Regions from separate parts of the Sus scrofa genome. Here all the other regions are linked to region 1. The links are chromatin contacts, called in public Hi-C and HiChIP or PLAC-seq maps. All regions are on one chromosome and are shown on one strand. The core of a region is the stretch at or near the end of the contact, and the rest is flanking DNA. Distances in the headings are between cores, read along the strand shown. Region 1 holds the start of UBN2 (ubinuclein-2). Region 2 holds the start of LOC102162486 (putative RNA-binding protein Luc7-like 2). Region 3 holds the start of FMC1 (protein FMC1 homolog).

The links. Hi-C and Micro-C count contacts between places; a contact is called where the count stands out from the background. HiChIP or PLAC-seq counts read pairs in DNA pulled down with a chosen protein or histone mark.
Region 2: a contact with region 1 is called in a Hi-C map of skeletal muscle, with 4 times the contacts expected there. The contact joins the promoter of LOC102162486 here to the promoter of UBN2 in region 1. A contact is called at or near these places in 3 of 47 Hi-C or Micro-C datasets (heart right ventricle, liver and skeletal muscle) and 1 of 2 datasets of contacts at active chromatin or transcription factors (alveolar macrophages).
Region 3: a contact with region 1 is called in an H3K27ac HiChIP or PLAC-seq map of alveolar macrophages. The contact joins the promoter of FMC1 here to the promoter of UBN2 in region 1. A contact is called at or near these places in 5 of 47 Hi-C or Micro-C datasets (embryonic fibroblasts, fibroblasts, heart right ventricle and 2 more) and 2 of 2 datasets of contacts at active chromatin or transcription factors (alveolar macrophages and skeletal muscle).

The regions. Positions count from the first base shown.
Region 1 is chr18:10,449,924-10,452,540 of Sscrofa11.1, forward strand. It overlaps UBN2 (ubinuclein-2), which reads right to left and starts at 1,320. Exons shown (of 16, transcript XM_021079092.1): 1 at 609-1,320. The coding sequence starts at 1,088.
Region 2 is chr18:10,331,900-10,334,516 of Sscrofa11.1, forward strand. It overlaps LOC102162486 (putative RNA-binding protein Luc7-like 2), which reads right to left and starts at 1,328. Exons shown (of 11, transcript XM_013990780.2): 1 at 825-1,328.
Region 3 is chr18:10,349,036-10,351,652 of Sscrofa11.1, forward strand. FMC1 (protein FMC1 homolog) reads right to left here and starts at 1,337. Exons shown (of 2, transcript XM_005657736.3): 1 at 1,148-1,337. The coding sequence starts at 1,285. It overlaps TRNAR-CCU (a tRNA gene), which reads right to left and starts at 1,985; the gene lies at 1,913-1,985.

The DNA.
Region 1 (2,617 bases), core at 70-2,569:
AATATCAACACAGGGCTGAAAAACAAGGTACCAGATAACTAACCCACTTATCCTTCATTCCTAAAGTGGAATCTTTAATCTGAAAAATTTTTAGATTACTTTTAAATCTCCTTCAATTGAGAAAAATACCCCAGGCTCCGAAGCACATCTCAACGCTGAGCACAACAAATAACGACGAAGGTGAGGATGATATTGGAGGGGTTACACAATCTCTCTGCTTCAGACTGGGGGGCGTGTCCCCCAAGGTTTTCTCTTCCTTTCTACTGAAAGCACTGCTAGAGCTCCCCCAGCATAACCCAACAACGCAACTTGCAGGGCCCCCAGATTTTGTGGGGAAAGCAAAAAGAAAAAGCTGGCTAGGAACGGCGTTTGGAGCGGGCTCACGAGGGGGGCTCGATGGAGCCCGGTGGGAACCACGGCCAACCCTAGGGAGCAGAGGAAAGCAGCACCAACCACCCACCCACCCGCTCGGCCCCTGCCCCCTCCAGCCACCCTCCGGGGCGACCCGAGATGCTCCAGGTGGGCGTCGGAAGGCGAAAACCACTGGGGAAGGAGGACGGGTCCTGAGGCTCCCGGGGTCTGGGGGATGAGGGAGGAATCTCCTGTACCCGTTGTTCTCCGCACAGTAGCAGCTCCGGGTAACTGAACTCCACGCAGCTCTCGTCGGTGGGATCCTTGAGCACCAGCTCCAGGCGTACGGTCTCCCTCGGCGGCCTCTGCTGCGGCTCGGCCCGGGAAACCGACTCCCGCGGCGGGGGCGGCTGCAAGTGCAACTGCGGGAGCGGAGGCGGCGGCGGCGGCGGCGGCTCGGGCCGCGGGGGCTCGCGCTGCAGCGACATGGGCGGCTCGGCGCGGCTGACCTCGCGCTGGGGGAGCGGCTTCTCCCGCGGCGGGGGCTGCGCGTCCGACCGGGGGGCAGCCTCCCGCGGGGCTAGCTGCTCCGGCCGGACGGGCTCGCGGTACGGCTGCGGCTCCAGCCGGGGGGGCTCGCGAGGGTATTCGGGCTCGCGTTCGGCCCCCGGGTACTCGGCCTCGCGCCGCCTCACCGGTGACAGGCTAATAAACGCTACTCTGCGTGGCTCCGCCATCCCCACTGTTCTGGCCCTCTGCCTTCGCTCGAGCCGGCGCTCGTTTCTTCGCCGAGTTGTTTGCCTGCCTGCCCTTCCTTTTGCTCTCCGTCGCTTTTCTTCCCTCCACCACCCTCAGCTGTCTCCGCCGACGCCACCGTGAGTGCGGACCGTGCCCCCTTCCCCGCCACTACGTTCTGATGGGCTGCACCGCCATCGCCAGGGTCGCCGCAGCCGCCATGTTGGATCCCCCACATAAATAGAAGCAGGCCGCTGAGCGGGCGCATGCGCAGACGGCAGACGCTCGCATCCACTGTCGTGGCTGTGGCTCAGTTTTCCTCTTTTTCTCCCAACAGTCTGGAGTCCAGACAGGTCAGCGGAAGTGACGTCATGGCAGGCCTAGTTTCCTTGGAAACGGGGACGCCGTCTGCGCCCTTCCTCAAGAGGAGGGGTCTGGGGTTTCCTAAGAAGCTTTCCATTCGCTCGGGAAACTGGAAGCGCGCGTGGGGCTCGACCGAGGGCAGAAGTCCGGATGTGCCTACGACCGACCTAACCATGGCGCCCGGTAGCGCCCAGCACATGCCTCCCGCCCTCGCTTCCAGAGTTGGGGATGCGGGGAAAAGGCAGAGGAACGAACGCTTGGACCTGCTCCGTGTCGGCCCACATAGTCCGCCCGCAGTCCGAAGTATCAGGGAAGAAAGGAAATGGCTAACTCCAGCCGGACTCGCTCTGCGACTTCTCTGCGCCAAGCGCGACACTAACTGCCACAGGCCTCCCTTTCCTACACCGGCTTCTGTTTTTCTCGCCCGGCTATGGCAGAAATTGTGTGACACGGTCGTAAAATGCTCAGTAACGTTGTGCAGTTTGGAAACTGAAGAGACAAATGAACACTTCTGGGTTTGTTCATAAAGTCTAAGCTGTTTATAAATTAAAAAAAAAAAAACCCTTCCCAACAGTTTGTTTTGTTGGCATTTTAGGGATGTACTCTCTTGAAAGCAGAATACTAAATGACCCATTTCGGATAAGGGAGGAGACTTATTTGGGAATGCCTTGTAGGCACGCCTGTAATAAACTAATTGGAATTCATATTTAAAAGAATGGGAACTAGGAGTTCCCGTCGTGGGGCAGTGGTTAACGAATCCGACCAGGAACCATGAGGTTGCGGGTTTGGTCCCTGACCTTGCTCAGTGGGTTAACGATCCGGCGTAGCCGTGAGCTGTGGTGTAGGTTGCAGACGCGGCTCGGATCCAGCGTTGCTGTGGCTCTGGCGTAGGCCGGTGGCTGCAGCTCCAATTCAACCCCTAGCCTGGCAACCTCCATATGCCGCGGGAGCGGCCCAAGAAATAGCAAAAAGACCAAAAAATAATAATAATAAAATAAAAATAAAAGAATGGGAACTATACTCAATATTTTGTAATAACCGGTAAGAGAAAGGAATTTGAAAAAACACATATATGAAACTAACATCAAATTGTAAATCAGTTATTTAAATTTTTTTCAAAAAATAGTGTAAAGTCCAAAATAATGAGTAGTATTGCCCATTTAAAATC
Region 2 (2,617 bases), core at 78-2,577, 120 kb before region 1:
AAAAGATATCCATCCAGCAATTAGTGGTTTTCTACACAAATTCTAACCTAAGCGCCTAAAAGGATCGTTGTTTCCCTCAATTCTACTTCACTGGGCACATTTTCAAAATGGTTCTACTTGGGCAACAAGCAAGATTTGTCAATATTTACTGAACAAAGCCTCTATTAAATTGTCTAACAAAATGGAGGTCTCCCGGAAAAAACAGGCCGTAACACTTTCTTTTTACAAAATGGGCCAAACACACCCACCTCAAGAAACCATGGTTTGGGTCAGATTTCCCCATAAGAACAGTTGTTTCTGTGGGGGTCGAGAGTGCATCTCTGGGACTGGATTCCTAGTGAAAAAGGTTTTTCCGGACCCAGATAAGAGGGGCGGGGGAGAGGGGGTGTCACTTCTCTCTGGATTCTCTGGAGGGCGGCGGCGAGGGATGATCCCAAAACTCTGGGTTCGGAAATTAGCTCAGGGGGACGGAGGCTTTAGCGGTCCAGGTACCCAATCAGCCACAAAACAGGCCGGCCGACTACCCAAGAGAGACGTGGGCTCTCCGGTCCCAGCCAAGTCAACACTGAACGCTTCAACTCTCCTTTCAGCCTCCAGGCCCCGCCTGACCCCATTGGCAGCAGTTCCCGCCAATCCGCTCGGTCACCGCCCCCCAAGCCCGCCTGCCCAGCCATGATTGGATGGGACAGGAGCTGGGACCTCGTGTTACCAATCTGGGAGCCCCTTACTCAGCCACACACGCAAGCCCAGGTGCACCCGCGGAACCCCTGCCCCTCGCTTTCCCGATCCCTTCCCCCACCCCCGGGGCAGTGGCAGAGACTTACCGTCCCGGGAGGTGCCCATCAACTGGTCCAGCATCGCGCGCATCTGGGCCTGCGCCGACATGGCGGCGGCGTAGCGGGCGGACGGGCCGGGGTGGGGCGCAGACCGGGCCCTCTCGGGCGGGGGGGAGGGGGCAGGGGGAAGGGGTTGGGGGAGGTGAGACGCTGTCTTGGTTGCCGCCGCTGCCTCAAGGCGTGCGGAAAAGGAGCCGGAGGGGCTGCAGGAGAGTCCGGGCTGCGTTCCTCAAGACGACGCGTACGTGGAAGGCAGCAGCCCCCCAAAGCGACCCTCGCTCCCTCACGCTCCGTCGGGTTCCTGGGAGAGAAGCGATACCGGCTAAGCAAGCTCTCGTCTCCAACACCGCCACCCGCCGGAAAACGTCAGCCCCCCCCTCCAAGCTCTGACGCCGCTCGCCGCCACCGTCGCCGCAACGTGAGCGCGCACGCTCCTCGCGCTTAGTCGTTTCCCGCGGGGGCTCCACCAACCGGCGTTCAACTGTATATACTCCGCCCGCCCCGCGTAGGAGGGGCTCCACCCTAACGGCTCTCGGGCGCGTGCACGCGGCCTTCTTCCGCTCCTGCCAACCCCCCCCCCTCGATCTCGCGAGACTCTGGTGCCTCAACGGCTCTGCGAGCCGGATCCGCCCGGGGCGCCAAAAGGTCTGTTAGGGCAGTGCCGCACGCCTTGCTGGCGAATCAGACCCAGGTTAGCCAGAGGGTTTGCCCCAGTCGAAAGTAAGTAGAGACCATGCCCGTCGTTTCGACTGAGGTTAGCAGTCTTATGGGCGTATTCCTGATGAGTACTCACAGGTTAACGTGTTTTCAGGGGCCGACCTGAAAATCGTGTAGACTCGACCTTTTTCTCCCTGCTCCCCGACCCCTTATGGAAGGAGCCCTGGAGATCTGACAGCTGGGTCATTTTCCTTAATGACTTTAACAAATGACCTTAATAGGAGTTCCCGTGGTGGCGCAGTGGCTAATGAATCTGACTGGGAACCATGAGGTTGCGGGTTCGATCCCTGCCCTTGCTCAGTGGGTTAACGATCCGGCGTTGCCGTGGGCTGTGGTGTAGATTGCAGGCGGGGCTCGGATCCCGCGTTGCTGTGGCTCTGGCGTAGGCGGGTGGCTACAGCTCCGATTCAACCCCTAGCCTGGGAACCTCCATATGCCGCAGGAGCAGCCCAAGAAATGGCAAAAATACAAAAAAAAAAAAAAAAAAAAAAATGACCTTAATAAAGCAGGGAGGCTTTAAGCCCCCAGAACTGGAGTAAGTCAAGTTCAGGAAATAATGCCCGAAATTAATACACTAGGAAATTGGCCATCTAACCTCCTTGGATTTTTCATCGTTAACGTATATAGCAGGAAGCTGTTACTCTAAATTAGAAACTATAAATATTAAGCAGTATTCTGAGAAAGGAAAGGAGGTAATCTTGTAGCCAATTTCTTTCCTGCCGAAGTTAAATATGTAGGGTAAGGCCTTTTCAGTATATCAGCAGCATTGACAACGAAAAAGAAAGCCTGTGGGTTTGCCATCACCCTGCATTCCAAAGGACGGATTACTAACTGGGACCTTCAGCAGTTTATTTCTTAATCTCACGTCTAATGGCGATAAACATACATACCTTAGCACTGTGGGGAGGCCTAAGTGAGCTAAAAGAAATGCCTAGCGTTCTCTTGGGGCACAGCGGATTAAGGATCCGGTCTTGTCACTGCCGCGGCTCGGTGGGGGTCGCTGCTCTGATGCGGGTTCCATCCCTGGTCTGGGAATCTCTACTTGTCTCTGGCGCAGCCAAAAA
Region 3 (2,617 bases), core at 87-2,586, 100 kb before region 1:
GCTCACATAACATTTTACATTCTAACTTCCATGGCTCAGAAAAATCAAAAGCACAAGGGTTCTCCGACATCACCCAAAGGACTCTAAGTTTCCTTCCTTCAGGTGAGAGCCGACTCAGCTGACAAGAGCCAAGATCAAGTAAGCAATTAAATGGAAGACTCTTATTTGTGAACCAAGTTACCTAGACTCTAGTAGTTCCTACACATGTGCTTGTACAGGTCAACTGTCCCTGAGCCTCAGTTGCCCCATTTGAGAAAAATGATCTGCCGTCTGATCTTGCTTAAGGGGTAGGTGTGGGTTGGGCAGATTTCTCAAGGGATTTTCCAAGATGGCCTCCCATAAGTTCCTATTTACCTCCGACACGTGGAAAATCGGCACCTGGCCATAAATCGTGTTAATGTTGTAAGTCACAGTACCACCTCAGTAGAGGTTTCTAGTTGACCTTTTTTTGCCGGGGGGGGTGGTGGTGGTGGTGGTGGTGGTGGTGGTGGTGGTGGTGTCTTTTTTGTCTTTTTAGGACCACACCTGTGCCACAGGGAAGTTCCCAGGCCAGGGGTCTAATCCGAGCTGCAGCTGCTGCCCTACACCACAGCCACAAAGCTGGATCCAAGCCACGTCTGCACATACACCACAGCTCATGGCCATGCAGGATCTTTAACCCACTGACCGAGGCCAGGGATTGAACCCACATCCTCATGGATACCAGTCCGGTTGCTACCGCTGAGCCACGATGGGAACTCCCTACTCTTCGAGAAGCTCTGCACCAAAAACTGCCTCTCAGAATAGCTCTCCTAGGGGAAGAGAAGGGTTGGATAGATCCTGTGGTTAGTGACCCTACACTGCCCACCAAAAATATCTTTTGTCCCTCTTTCCACCACTTCAGTTTCTTCTCACTGTCCCCTCCGCACATGCCAATAAAATCCTCAGGGGGCGATTCCACCCTAGGAAGATCTTGCTCTCCCTGGACCCTGGGTTGGCTCTCAGACTTAGGCTGCAGACCAAGGCCGAGGGGCTGGAGCTTTCTGCAGGGAAGCAGGGCCTCAGAAATGAGCGCTCAAGCCCGGAGCGCTGCACTTCCGCCCAGACCGACTCTCCCTCCCTTCCCAGGAAAGCGGAGGCTGGAGCACCCGGACACTGGCTTCCGTACCCGATGTGCACGGAAAGCTTTCACGAGGTACCGATAGGCCGCGGTGTCACGATAGTGTCGGCCCGTGGCCGCGTTCAAGTAGCGCAGCTCCCGTAGAAGGCCTCGCCAAGTGCGCACGGGTGAGCCTAAGGCCGCCATTTTCCTGTCCTCGGAGACCGGGGCGGGGCGGCGCCCTGAGGCCCCTCTTACGCCTGCTCCCCACCCCCCGCCCTGCCGATTAGTGGTACGGTCGCAACAGACTGCTGGCTCCCCCTATTCATTGCAGGGCAGTGGAATGTCTCACTTCCCTTCTTTGAGGAGCATTATTAATCGAACGTCGAGCGACACCTTAAGGAATTAAGAGAAAAGCAAACGAAAGCCGAGTGTAACTGAATACCCTGGAGAAAGGTCAGGCGAGGGAAAAGGAGGTCCTTTCTTGACTGCGTCACTTCAGACGCCATTAACTGACCGGCCGCTGAGTCTGGAGAAAATGAGGGAATGTCGGAAGTGGGTGTCGATTTGAAATAGAAAGCTGAGAAGATATATCTGTTTTTTTGTTTCTAGAGGGAATATCAAAACTCAGCATATTGACTTCCTAGAGATCTTAACAGGACTGCGGCTCAGACAAGGAAACGGGAGTATGTTGATTCTCGCAAACTAGCCCCACACCTAGAAGAAAATCGTAGACACTTTTCTCATCGTTAAAAAGTTAGCATGTGTCACTAAAGTTATGTGTAAGGGGGAAGAGGCAAAAGTTTCACTGAGAAGTTCACCTAAAATTTCAACCACCCCAGATGGGACTCGAACCCACAATCCCTGGCTTAGGAGGCCAATGCCTTATCCATTAGGCCACTGGGGCTGCTGCGAAAGACGTGCTCAAACAACGTATTCAATTTTTTTCCTGCTTTGTACGTCATCGTCACTTAGGTCTTTTTTTTGACCTATCCTAGGAGATCACACTTAGCACCAATATAAAGGGCGAGGCATGCTGGGAGTTGTAGTTCAGAGAACCAAATTCGCGTTACAGCTCCAAAGGCTTTACCCTCGAAATAGCACCGATGCGCCGGACGGAGAACGGGCACGCGCACAGTTTTGCGTATGCGTTTGCCTGCGCGACAGCCCCCGCGCCTGCGCAAAAGGGCACGTACGACAACGCTGAGCCGAAGGCGCTGGAAACGCTTGGGGAATCTGGGAGATTGGCCCTCCGAGCTTCTGCTCCTTTGCGTTTTTTACAGGAAACAGCCGGCCCCTTCCGGTATTGCGGCTTTCCTACCTGCTAGCTCGGCCCCAGCCTGCCGCTAGGTGGCGTTGGTAGCGGTCATTTTCTGTTTCCGGTTGAAACAGGCCATTTCCGCAGAGCCAGGAGTCAGGCAGAAATGGTTACATGGCCTTCTGTGTTGGCGGGCCAGTGGTAAACATGGGGCGGCAGGAAGTAGTTCAATTCATTAGGAATTAGTTAATTCGAAATAATTAGGAGTTAATTTTCTGGTT